2 separate regions of the Sus scrofa genome follow, and region 1 is linked to region 2. Evidence: chromatin contacts called from public Hi-C data. All regions are on one chromosome and are shown on one strand. The core of a region is the stretch at or near the end of the contact, and the rest is flanking DNA. Distances in the headings are between cores, read along the strand shown.

Region 1 (6,224 bases), core at 3,335-5,834, 140 kb after region 2:
AGCTCGGGTCGCTGCTGCGGTGCAAGTTCAATCCCTTGCCCTGCACATTGAGTTAAAGATCTGGCATTGCTGCAGCTGTGGTGTAGGTCTTCAACTGTAGCTCAATTCAATCCCTGGCTTGGGAGCTTCCATATGCAGCAAGTGCAGGAAAAAAACAACAACAACAACAACCAAGATACCGTGTCCCTGGGAACTACAGGCTACTAGGAGCAAAGCTTGGGACTAAGGAGTAACACCACAACTCAAATTAAAATTCAGTAAATGGAAAAAAAATTCAGTAAGTTGAGAGATCACTGGAGACGAGTCATCAGAAAAGATTTCCTAAAGGATTGGATGATTTGAGGTTCACACACATTGTAGCCATCATTTGGGTCAGGGGCCATCCGATCTGCATGGAAAACTCAGGCAGCCCCTCTACCAGCCTTTCCTTCCACATTCACCACTGGCAGATGAAGCTGTGATGAGTCCGGTACCAAGGATACTGGGTTCTTGTAGTGTTTGACCATGGGTGGGGTAGGAGGCCTTGTTTTATCTATTGCCAGACTCTTGCATCGGGCTTGTCATAAGACTTTGTGACTCAACATTGAATTTGTGGGCGTACTTGAGACTGAACCCACCACCTGGCCATTTTTACAGCCTTCCAGCTTTGCCAGGCTCCTGATGGCTGTCACCTGGCATCCCCTACTCCTTAGATGTTGATCAATCTCAAAACGTACACTTTTCGAGAAAACAGAATTTCTTTTTTGGCCTTGAATGTGGACCACGTGAAAAACCATCCCACCTGCTTCGTGAGAAATATTTAGATCCCATTCAAAAGTGATGGTGTAAACTTTTCATAATTGTGAGCTATTCTTATTAAAAAAAAAAAAATCGTACCTGCTCCCTAGGGTATTACCCAGTTGGTAATTGGAAGTTTGTGCTGTCATTAAAAATGACAGCTTCCTCAGATAACATTCTTGGTGCTTATAAAATGCAGATAACTCAGCCTATATTTAACTTGTGTGTGGTGCAGCTTCCTCTCCACGGTTAGGTAACCAGGGGCTGGTGTCCCGGCAAGGCAGGGGGTGGGGGTGCAGTCACTGCAGGGAGCGGCAGCTTTGTGCCTCACATGCCCTCCCCCGAAACGGAGTCAGAACAACCAGGACTTTTTAAAAATAAGCTCCGATTGGGCTCTCATCTCTCCCCTCACAGTTGACACCGCTGTTCATGTTGAAGTTTATTTATATCTTCAGTCAGCCATGGTACAGAGGTCATTCCTATTGGCCTCAAATTTTAGAGGCTTATGTTTGCCTCGGAAAGCTGATCTCCCCAGCACTTAGGCTTGGAATGCAAAGCTGGTCTTTGCAGAAGCTTGTCTGCCTCCGCAGCATCCCCCACTCCCACCACCACCGCTAGCACCACCACCAATTTCCTTCTCCACCATTTATTTAAAATTTCAATAGCTTTCGAAGGTGCATCCCTGTAAATGAGCTCTCCTCTAACGGGCTCTCTCCAGGCAGCAAACCTTCCATAAAGGAACCACTAATTAAGCAGCAAACGGTTTGTCTTGCTTAGCCACGTTCCATGACTCTAGCAGTCAATTTAGGCAATGGCAACATCCTTCTTTATGGCCATGATTTTAATAATATTCTTTTGTCTTTCCACCAGCGGTTAGGGTGTGTGAGAGTGTATGTGTGTGTGTGCACGCCTGTCTTCCTCTCCATCTTGAAGCGGAAGATTTGTTTCCATGGACTTTTGTGTTTATGAAAATCCTTATTAAAGTTACTCTTGAAGGATCAAACCCACGCCAAGCCTTCCTGGCTGGAGAGTGGGGCTGTGGGAGAGCAGATCGATCTGCAGTGGAGGCACGCACAGGCTTTCAGGGAAGATGCCTGTCAGTCAAATGGCTCTCTTGTTGTGAGAGGCACGAACAGCTCTCTCGCCTTCTCCATCTGAGGGAGAATTGAAGGTGTTAGCAGGCTTACCCCGGCAGCATCCCTCCCCGGGCAGATGTGCACACCTCCGCCAAGCTGCACATGCCTCCTAATAGAACCTTTAGCTCCTGGAGCCAAGTCTTATTGTGCGTGTGTGTGTGTGTGTTATTAAAGTGCGGGAGGCTAGGAAGAAGCAGAGCCCTCTTAATTAGAGAGCGACATTCTTGCATAGTAGTGGTGTTCCGTTCGTGGCATAATTGTCACAGCAAATTACCAGTTAGGTTAAATATTGAGCTGGTAGTTCTCGGAGCTTCAATTATTTGCTCCACCCCGTCCTCCCCACCCGCCCCTCCCCTCCCCTCTCCTTCACCTGCGATCCTGCACTTCTAACTTGATCTTCTGCCAAGTGGTAGCTTTTAAGTGAGGCTTAGAGAAGATACACTTTACAGCGGGAGCAATAAATCTGGCTTTGGGCAAGTTAGAGGATGCCAGGAACATCTGAACGAGGGGTGCAATTTTTTTCTGGGCGTGTGGGGGTAGGCTGGGTCGTCTTTCCCGACTTCTAACTCCAGCTATAAAACTGCTGGGTCAGTCGGTGTATCTCCCGTGGCTGTCTCCTGATGTGAAAACCCTACTGGAGATGCCACAAGAAATGCAAAGGAAATATAAGGCTCGGTTCCTTCTCTCTAAATTTCAGTCTGAGAGGGGGAAAGCCCCCCCCCCCGCCAATATGGAAGAATGCTTTTTCTAAACAAGCAAACAGCAGATTGAGTGTGTTGGTGTGGGAAAGGAGCCGATGGAGAGGAGGGAAGAGACTGGTGGAGGCAGTCCCAAAAGGTGTGAGTTGTTGTAAGGGCGAGAAAAATGGATTGGCAGGGAGAAAAAAGGGGTCTGCTTCCAGCTGAAGGAAGTGGAGCAGGAGAGAAAGGAAAGCAGGTGCAGGTGATACCAAGGAAATCAGCTTGGTTCAAGGGGTAGATCTTTGCAGAGAAATCCTAAGTGAGAACATCAGGAGAGCAGCCTGGACCTTGATTTTTCTTGGAGCTTAATACTTAAGCCCCTTGGAATGCAGGTCCCAGGGAGGATCCTTTGTCTTTAATTGACCAATTATCCGTTGCTCCTGGAGCTGAGGTTCTGGCCAGCCAGGTACCCGGGAAGATTGCTCCAGTGCAGCCTCTCTGCTTAGCCAACTAAATAGCTGAAGAAATCCTGCGGGGGATGTTATTGGAGTCTTGTACACTCAATTCCTCACAAGCTTCATGCTGGGCGGCTCATTTTCTTTGGACAAAGATAGACTGGCTCCCTCTCTTGTTGATGGAATGAAAATTCTCTCTTGCATTATGGCTCATGTGATAGCTTTGGTGGCGGGGCTGTGGGGATAATGAAGAGTCTCTTAATGGCCCTAGTTAAACCCGGTAATATCACTCTATCAACCTTCAGCTGGTGGTGGGACTCTAACCCAGTTTCGCATTTCTTAACGTCTGCAACCCACCCCTGGGTTTGAGCTGCTTCTAAGCGCTAAGAAGACTTTGACCATCACTGCTCTGTTTCGTGGAGCATATTTATAAAGCGGTGCTCATTTCCCGACTCTAGAATTGTGCCTCCTCTTCCCATTCCAGCTCCTCAGCTGAGATCAGTCTCCTTGAATAAACTGGGGAAGTCAAAGTTATTTCAGCCACAGCATCACCCTTCTCAGTCTCTGAGCTACTGGCCTGCTGGTTTAGTGCCCCCAAAGGAAGAGAACTCATTTTATTCTGGAAAACGGGGAACTGAATTTGCTTCAGGACCTGCCTGGGTCTAATGAGCCCAGTCTGTTAGCAAGGTTTGCCCCCGTGTGGGAGGTGCATTTTGAGGTGCATGTGCGCGCATGCCCTTGGCTAGAGTAACCTGTGCCCAGCAATGGCTGCTGCTCCCTGGGGAGGGAGGGGGCACGTGCAGTCCTGTTCTCAAGAGGGCTGGTGGAGGAGGCCACCTTACAACCCTTTGGCCTTCGTGAAAATGTCCAATATTCACCCCCCAAACGGTGGGTCGTCGAGGCAACTTTCTGATGCCCCAGAGTGAACCCGGAAATGGGTCCTCGTGCAGAAGCAGGGGAGGGGGATGGGAAGGGAGCCTGGGAAAGGCTTCGGTGGGGAGAGAGGTCATCTTAACCTAAATTAAATAATGGAAATGACAATTATGAACAGCTCTGAGAGCAATGACTCGGCAGCCAGAACTACCTGACCATGACAAATGGCTCTCCTGGGGAAGCGGGCGCCGCCTCCTTTCCTGGATGTGGGGGGAAGGGGTCTCTCCACCAACCAGGGCGGGAGGCAGGGCCCGGGCTGCCTGATTTAGCCTGGAACTTAAAATCGCTGGAGCAGTTTATAGAAACACCAGAATGAGCTGTGGCACACAATCAGCAGGCAGGATCCAGAGATGATGGCATGAATGTTTCAAATGTGCTCAGGGTAATTAGTTTTGAATTACCATGTGCATATTTTAAACATTTAAATGATCATCCCAGGTTTTCGAAAACAGTTTCACACGGCTTCATGTCGCTCCCCCTCCCGGCGCGGCCTCCCCGCGGAAAAGCAGAAGGCGCTGGGCTCGAGAAGGAGCCAGGTGGATGGGGCCGAGCGGTTCCGCGGCTTCCGCGGAGGGGGAGAAGCGGCGGGAGCCGCGCTAAACCCTCGGATCAAGGCGGATTAGGCCGCAGCGCCGGGTCCTGGCGCGGCCGGCTCGCCCAGGACTTCCCTTCCTTCAAGCCAGCGTCGTCTGTGCCAGTTTTTCAAAACGATTTGTTCAGCTTTTAAGTTTTCCATTGTGCATGAAAATGCAATTCCATGTGGGTAGCTTTTTTTTCTTTTTCTTTTTCTTTTTCCATTTTATTTTATGAAGACCTGGACAGCTGGGAAACTTGAAGGTTGATTAGCCAGGTAGGAATGACATGTGGGGTTTTACACCGGCGACCATGTCCACCAGTCAGCTTCCAGCAACTGCAGTGCCTCCATATTTGGGCCGGGATGCAAATAGCAGTTTCTAAAACCCCTAACTCGGTCAACAGTGGAAAGGGCGAACAACCCCCCACCCCCAGCCTCTTTTCTCCTATAGGTAGTGCTAAAGGAGGTGCACCCCTGTCTTACTGAGGACATTTCTAGGTCTTTCTGCTTGGGGGGGGGCAGGGAATGAATAAAGTCCGGTCTCTAACTTTATAAAGGATCTGAATTTAGAGCAGTGGCTTAGAAAGCAGCCCTCCATCCCTTCCTCCCTGTTACACGCTCTTCCTCCAGCAGGGGGAGCTGGGAGAATTAAAAACTATGAGCCAGTGTCTAGGACCTTTTGAGTGGGAGCTATCTATGCTGAGATCCTGATTGAATGAAAATTGTTCATTATGCAAACTGTGTGGTTCGATCCACAGAGGCGGCCCCCAGGCACAAACCCCAAGTCGTTGCTTTTTCTCTCTCCAGATTAAAACATATGAATTGCTTTGATGTAATCTTATAACAAAGCCTAATAGAAATTTTATTTCTACTGAAGTTGCCTGTCATTTCTTATTGCCCCCCTTCTTCTGTCCTATTAATACCCTTACAGTCAGGGATATGCAGCTGAGCTTAGACTGTATTCGAGGATGGGAACAGTGTCTCTTCCTTGGCGATGGCCAGGGTTATTTGAATACACTGCTTGTGATATATTTAATATCTTGTTTGCCCCCCCCACCGCTATTTATCATCTTAATGGAATGCTACAGAATATCACATTATGCAATGTGTTTAAATTGATAAATTATATTAGAAAAATATTGGATCGGATTTTTAATGGTAAGTGGGTTTTTGCAGAAATATTTTCTCATTAGGAGATCAGTGCTTGCAGGGCAGACATTGTAAGGATTTGGGAATAAGCTATATTTATGACCTATTTGGCTAATTAAAATTAAAGCATAATTTTAGCGTGAAGTTCCTGCAAGACTTTGCAGAGAGGGTGGAGGAAGAAACTTGCCCAAATCCAGTTACTTTTAAATGTCAGTTGCCATAACAACTTCACATGAGCCATATTTTTACTTGAAAATTCCTTTTAGGATTCGGTTGCTATAATAATTTGCCTCAGCTCTTTTTAGGAGGCATATTTTCCTCTTTTCCTTTTGTGATCATTTCAAGGCTTTCAATACTGTAACAAAAATGACCATGTAAATAGCTTAAGTCTTCCTTCTAGAGGAGCAGAGTGCCCCCCCCAAAAAAATAGAAGTGTGGGCTGTGGGGGGGTCTTCTGCGGGGAGAGCTCTCCCAGGCCACTGGGGAAGAAGGCTAGATTCTGCAGGTTCATTGCTGCAGG
Region 2 (5,502 bases), core at 1,787-4,286:
TGTAGGGATTTAAAAAGGAATATGTTTGGAGTTCCCTGGTGGCCTAGTAGTTAAGGATTCAGCATTATCCCTGCTGTGGCTCAGGTCACTGCTTTGGTCAGGTTTGATTCCAGGCTGGGGAACTTCTGCATGCCATGGGCATTGCCATAAATAAATAAATAGAAGTATGTTTGCTTTTTTTTTTTTTTTTTAGGGCCGAACTTGCTGCTTATGGAAGTACTTAACCCGCTGATCAAGGCCAGGGATTGAACCCACAACCTCATGGTTACTAGTCATATTCTTTTCCACTGGGCCACAAGGGGAACTCCAAAAGAAGTATGTTTGAAAACACTTACTACAATACCTGGCCCACAGTTGGTGCACTAATGTTTAGCCACATCTGCGACCTACACCACAGCTTATGGCAACACCAGATCCTTAACCCACTGAGCGAGACCCGGGATCAACCCCCTGTCTGGATACTAGGAGGATTCGTTTCCTCTGCAGCAGGAGGGAATTCCAGCCTCCTTCACTTTTCTTCCAGATCAGCAGCAAGAGCTAACATTCAACACAGGCTGACTGCTGGGGCTCTGCAGCCTCGCTCCCTGACCATCCAAGCCATGAACTCCAAGAAACTCAATACTGAGATTGGCAAAGGGGAGTGGCTAATTTGGTACCAGATTCCCCAAAACCTAAGGGTAGTGGGTTGGGATTCAGGAAGCATTTGAGAATAGAGCTGCACAGAGCATTCTATTGCAAGATGCAGCTTGGAAATTACCTGCTTAATTCTGTTGCTTGTTAAAAATTCAGATTCCAGGGTCTCAATCAGAAGTACATCATACATTTGGAAAACCATGGTTTTAGGGCTCAGATTGAGGAAGGTGTCAGTGCCTCAGAAATCTTAGTACACCAGTGCCCAGTATTGCCAGGACATCCCTATTTAAGAGAAGGAAAGAACTGTCTTGAGAGGTAAGGTTAATTACACTCAAGGTCATTGTTGCATTGCAAGCCAGAACCACTAGAGGGCAGGGCACACACAAACTTGAAGAAAAAGTAATGCCTGCTTGGTCTAGCTAGGTAAACTGAGACCAGAGCAAAGACTACAAGGACCCAATTTTATTGGTACTAAGAGGCAGGCCGTACCACCTGTCCAAATTATCCATCCTCTGGTCTCTGGTTCTCAGACCAATGTCGGGAATACAAGATTGTCAAGGGACACCTCATTTCCCAGGTGAAAAAATAGTAGTGCATGGCCAAGGAGTATGAAGAACATTGCTTATAGAGTGAGATGGGCCTGAGTTTGAATCATGGCTCTACGACTTCTTAGCTATGTGACCTTGGGCAAGTTACCTAAGGTAGTCAGCTTCTTCATCCTAAAATGGATATAAAACTATCTTCAGGAGTTCCCGTCGTGCTGCAGCAGAAATGAATCCGACTAGGAACCATGCAGTTGCAGGTTTGATCCCTGGCCTCGCTCAGTGGGTTGAGGATCTGGTGTTGCTGTGGCTGTGGTATAGGCCAGCAGTTGTAGCTCTGATCAGACCCCTAGCCTGGGAACCTCTATATGCCATGGATGAGGTCCTAAAAAACAAACAACCCAAAAAACTCTTCTTAAAAAGGGCTGAGGGGAGTTCCCTGGTGGCTCAGTAGGTTAAGGATCCAGCATTGTCAGCTCTGTGGTTTGGGTCAGTGCTGTGGTTTGGGTCACTGCTATAGCGCAGATTTGATCCCTGGTCCAGGATCTTCTGCATGCCTTGGGTGTGGCTTAAAAAAAAAAGTGTTGCAGGAGTTCCCATCGAGGTGCAGTGGTTAATGAATTCGACTAGGAACCATGAGGTTGCGGGTTCGGTCCCTGGCCCTGCTCAGTGGGTTAAGGATCTGGCGTTGCCGTGAGCTGTGGTGTAGGTCGCAGATGCAGCTCGGATCGCGCGTTGCTGTGGCTCTGGCATAGGCCGGTGGCTACAGCTCCGATTCGACTCCTAGCCTGGGAACCTCCATATGACGCAGGAGCAGCCCTAGAAACGGCAAAAAGACAGAAAAAAAAAAAAAAGTGTTGCAGTAAGAATTAAACAAATCAAAGTATGCAAAGTGCTTGGTGAGATGCCTGATTCCTAATCAGTTCTCATAAATGGTGGTTTTAAGTTATTACTGCCCAAGATCATGTGACCAAGCAGGGGCTCTGGTTGCCCTTTCAAGAAAGAAAATACGATGGCATCGGATCATGGCTGAGCCATTCCTGTTTCCTCTCCAATTAGGACTTTAGTTTTTCTTAAGTACCTTTATGGAACTCCCACATCTCCACACCAGACTCCCTGTGTGAGGTAAACTCTCCTTCCAGGAGTGGGACTCAAAAAAACAGAGAGTGGGTTCTGGGAAGACAATGGCCTATCCTGCAAATGAATCATAACTGAGACCCTGAAAGAACTCCTGTAGCTTTGGTGCCAGCTCTCTGGTTTCTGCTCTCTGTCCTGTGCTGCACCCTCCTCCCAGCCACCGTGGCATCTGCAAGGCCCTGACCACAGCAGGCAGGCTCTGTGGCACAGCAGAGGCAGATCTTCAACAGGAAGTCTTGGGGGAACATTTCCTCCCAAGAACTCCAGGCCTTTGAGCCTGGGCTACTTCTCTCCCCCAGACTGCCCTGAAGCACACACACAAAAGGCCTCCCGGGACAGACCGTCTGTGCTCCAGATTCTAAGTCTCCATTCTGCCAAATGGATGAGCCTCTTTGGAGGTTCTTGGTTTTCACCTGTGAAACATAATAATAACCATCCTTCCTACCTCACTGAGTGTCCTGAGGGCCAAGTGGAGTGTTACTGACGAAATATTTTGGAAAATTAACGCTCTTTCTTTTGGAAGGCAGCATGGAGGCAGTGAAGGGACTCGATGTCAAAAGTCCCAACTCCCGCTTCGGTGTCTTAGCTGTAAAACCAGAGCGAGGTGGTGGCGGTGGTGGCGGGGATATTCAGCCGGTTAAAGGCTGTGATCTCTAGACAAAACCTCCTTAGTCCGCGACCCGGTGCCAGGAGGAGGACGAGCAGGGAGGGGAAAGCTTTTGGGCCGCTCAGTGTCCCCCTCCCTTGCCGCTTTCAGCCCAGGAGGAAGCGAAGTCGCCACCAGACCAAGCAAAAGCGCTGAGCCGAGGCGGGGCGAGCGGTGGTGCGAGCGAGAGGCGGGGTCCCCCCCAGCTTAGTCGAGCCACGTGCGGTTGTTTCCGTGTCGGGGCGATCACGTGAGCAGCATCAGCTGACCCGTCACGGTGGCGCCCCGCGCTGGCGCCCTGCAGCCCCCGCCCCGCCGCGCCGGGAGCGCCAGACCCTACGGAGGGGTAAGAGCGCCCCCGCCCCCCTCTGTCCCCGGCCCACCCCCGCTGCCTCCCCCCCAGCCCCTGTCCCTCGCCCATCCTCACCTACCCGCCCGGCCTGCCACCCCGGAAGCTGTGGCGAGGAGGGCCTTGGCCAGGCTCAGCCCCGCGCTGCCCCCAGGCGGCCAAGAGGGGATGGCCCTGGGGAACAGGGGGCGGGAAGTCGCTCTTACCACCGAAGCCGAGGGCTGGTCACCGGCCCTGAGCCCCGACATGGAGGAACTGCTCCGGAGCGTGGAGAGGGACCTGAACATCGATGCCCGGCAACTGGCTCCAGCCCCAGGGGGCACCCACGTGGTGGCCCTAGTGCCCGCGCGCTGGCTGGCCAGCCTCCGCGAGCGCCGGCTGCCCCTGGGACCCTGTCCCCGCGCAGAAGGCCTGGGCGAAGCGGAAGTGAGGACTCTTCTGCAGCGCTCCGTGCAGAGGCTGCCCCCCGGCTGGACCCGAGTGGAGGTGCATGGGCTGCGGAAACGGAGGCTCTCCTACCCGCTGGGCGGCCTGCCTTTTGAGGAGGGGTCCTGCAGCCCAGAGACCCTCACTCGCTTCATGCAGGATGTGGCTGCCCAGAATTATCGCAACCTGTGGCGCCACGCATATCACACTTATGGGCAGCCCTATAGTCATATTCCTGCCCCCTCAGCTGTCCCTGCCCTGGACTCAGTACGACAAGCTCTGCAGAGGGTCTATGGTTGCCCCTTCCTGCCAGTGGGTGAAACTACCCAATGCCCATCATATGCCAGAGATGGCTCCTGTCCCCCACGGGGCTGTCCGGCCTCTCCCAGTCTTCTGAGAGCTGAGGCTCTGCTGGAGTCCCCAGGGATGCTCTACGTGGTGCACCCTTATGTGCAGTTCTCCCTGCATGATGTGGTCACCTTCAGCCCTGCCAAGCTGACCAACAGCCAAGCCAAGGTGCTCTTCATTCTCTTCCGTGTACTGAGGGCCATGGATGCTTGTCATCGCCAGGGACTGTCCTGCGGGCCCCTGTCTTTGCACCACATCGCTGTGGATGAGAAGCTCTGCAGTGAGCTCCGGCTGGACCTGCGTGCTTATGAGAGGCCCAAGGAGGATGAAAATGAGGAGAGCCCTGCGGCAAGGAACGGGGTGGGCGCGGAGCCTGGAGAGGAGGGAGGACGGGGACCTGGGTGTCCCACCTGCCAGGAGGAACTTAGGGGCCTTGTGCTAGACTGGGTGCACGGCCGCATCAGCAACTTCCACTACCTCATGCAGCTGAATCGGTTGGCAGGTCGGCGGCAGGGGGATCCCAATTACCACCCAGTGCTGCCCTGGGTGGTGGACTTCACCACGCCCCACGGGCGCTTCAGAGACCTGCGCAAGTCTAAGTTCCGCCTCAACAAGGGGGATAAGCAGCTGGACTTCACGTATGAGATGACGCGGCAGGCGTTTGTGGCCGGCGGGGCGGGCGGCGGGGAGCCCCCTCACGTTCCTCACCACATCTCCGACGTGCTCTCGGACATCACGTACTACGTGTACAAGGCTCGGCGCACACCCCGGTCGGTGCTCTGTGGACATGTGCGGGCGCAGTGGGAGCCCCATGAATATCCTGCCAGCATGGAGCGGATGCAGAGCTGGACCCCGGATGAGTGCATCCCCGAGTTCTACACCGATCCCTCCATCTTCTGCTCCATCCACCCCGACATGCCTGACCTGGACGTGCCAGCCTGGTGCAGCTCCAGCCAGGAGTTCGTGGCTGCCCACCGGGCGCTGCTGGAGAGCCGAGAGGTGTCCCAGGACCTGCACCACTGGATCGACCTCACCTTTGGCTACAAGCTGCAGGGCAAGGAAGCCGTGAAGGAAAAGAACGTGTGTCTGCACCTGGTGGACGCCCACACGCACCTGACCAACTACGGCGTGGTACAGCTCTTCGATCAGCCCCACCCCCAGCGCCTGGCCGGGGCCCCTGCCCTGGCCCCTGAACCTCCACTCATCCCCAGGCTGTTGTTCCAGACCATCCAGGAGAGCACAGGCCGGGAGGACCTCCCCGGACAGCTTGCGAATGGAATGGGCAGGCCAGTCTTGGAGGCCACTCCCTGTGAGGCTGGCTGGGCCCGGGACAGGCCCGCGGTGGGGGAGGATGACTTGGAGCAGGCCACAGAAGCTCTGGATTCCATCGCCCTCGCTGGGAAAGCAGGTGACCAGCTGGG

What was found. Hi-C and Micro-C count contacts between places; a contact is called where the count stands out from the background.
Region 1: a contact with region 2 is called in a Hi-C map of skeletal muscle, with 2.5 times the contacts expected there. The contact joins the enhancer-like site here to the promoter of WDR81 in region 2. A contact is called at or near these places in 2 of 5 promoter capture datasets (fetal liver and liver), 5 of 47 Hi-C or Micro-C datasets (embryonic fibroblasts, fetal heart ventricle, heart right ventricle and 2 more) and 2 of 2 datasets of contacts at active chromatin or transcription factors (alveolar macrophages and skeletal muscle).

What each region holds. Positions count from the first base shown.
Region 1 is chr12:48,052,312-48,058,535 of Sscrofa11.1, forward strand. No RefSeq gene overlaps it. Among named protein-coding and RNA genes, the nearest start is that of RPA1, 46 kb to the left of the region's middle. Within about 2 kb of position 4,585, at least 13 of the 83 cell types and tissues checked have an H3K27ac peak or open chromatin away from gene starts, as enhancers often do. A contact at or near this core is called in skeletal muscle, where this site is marked.
Region 2 is chr12:47,918,782-47,924,283 of Sscrofa11.1, forward strand. WDR81 (WD repeat-containing protein 81) reads left to right here and starts at 3,037. Exons shown (of 9, transcript XM_021067573.1): 1 at 3,037-5,502. The coding sequence starts at 3,476.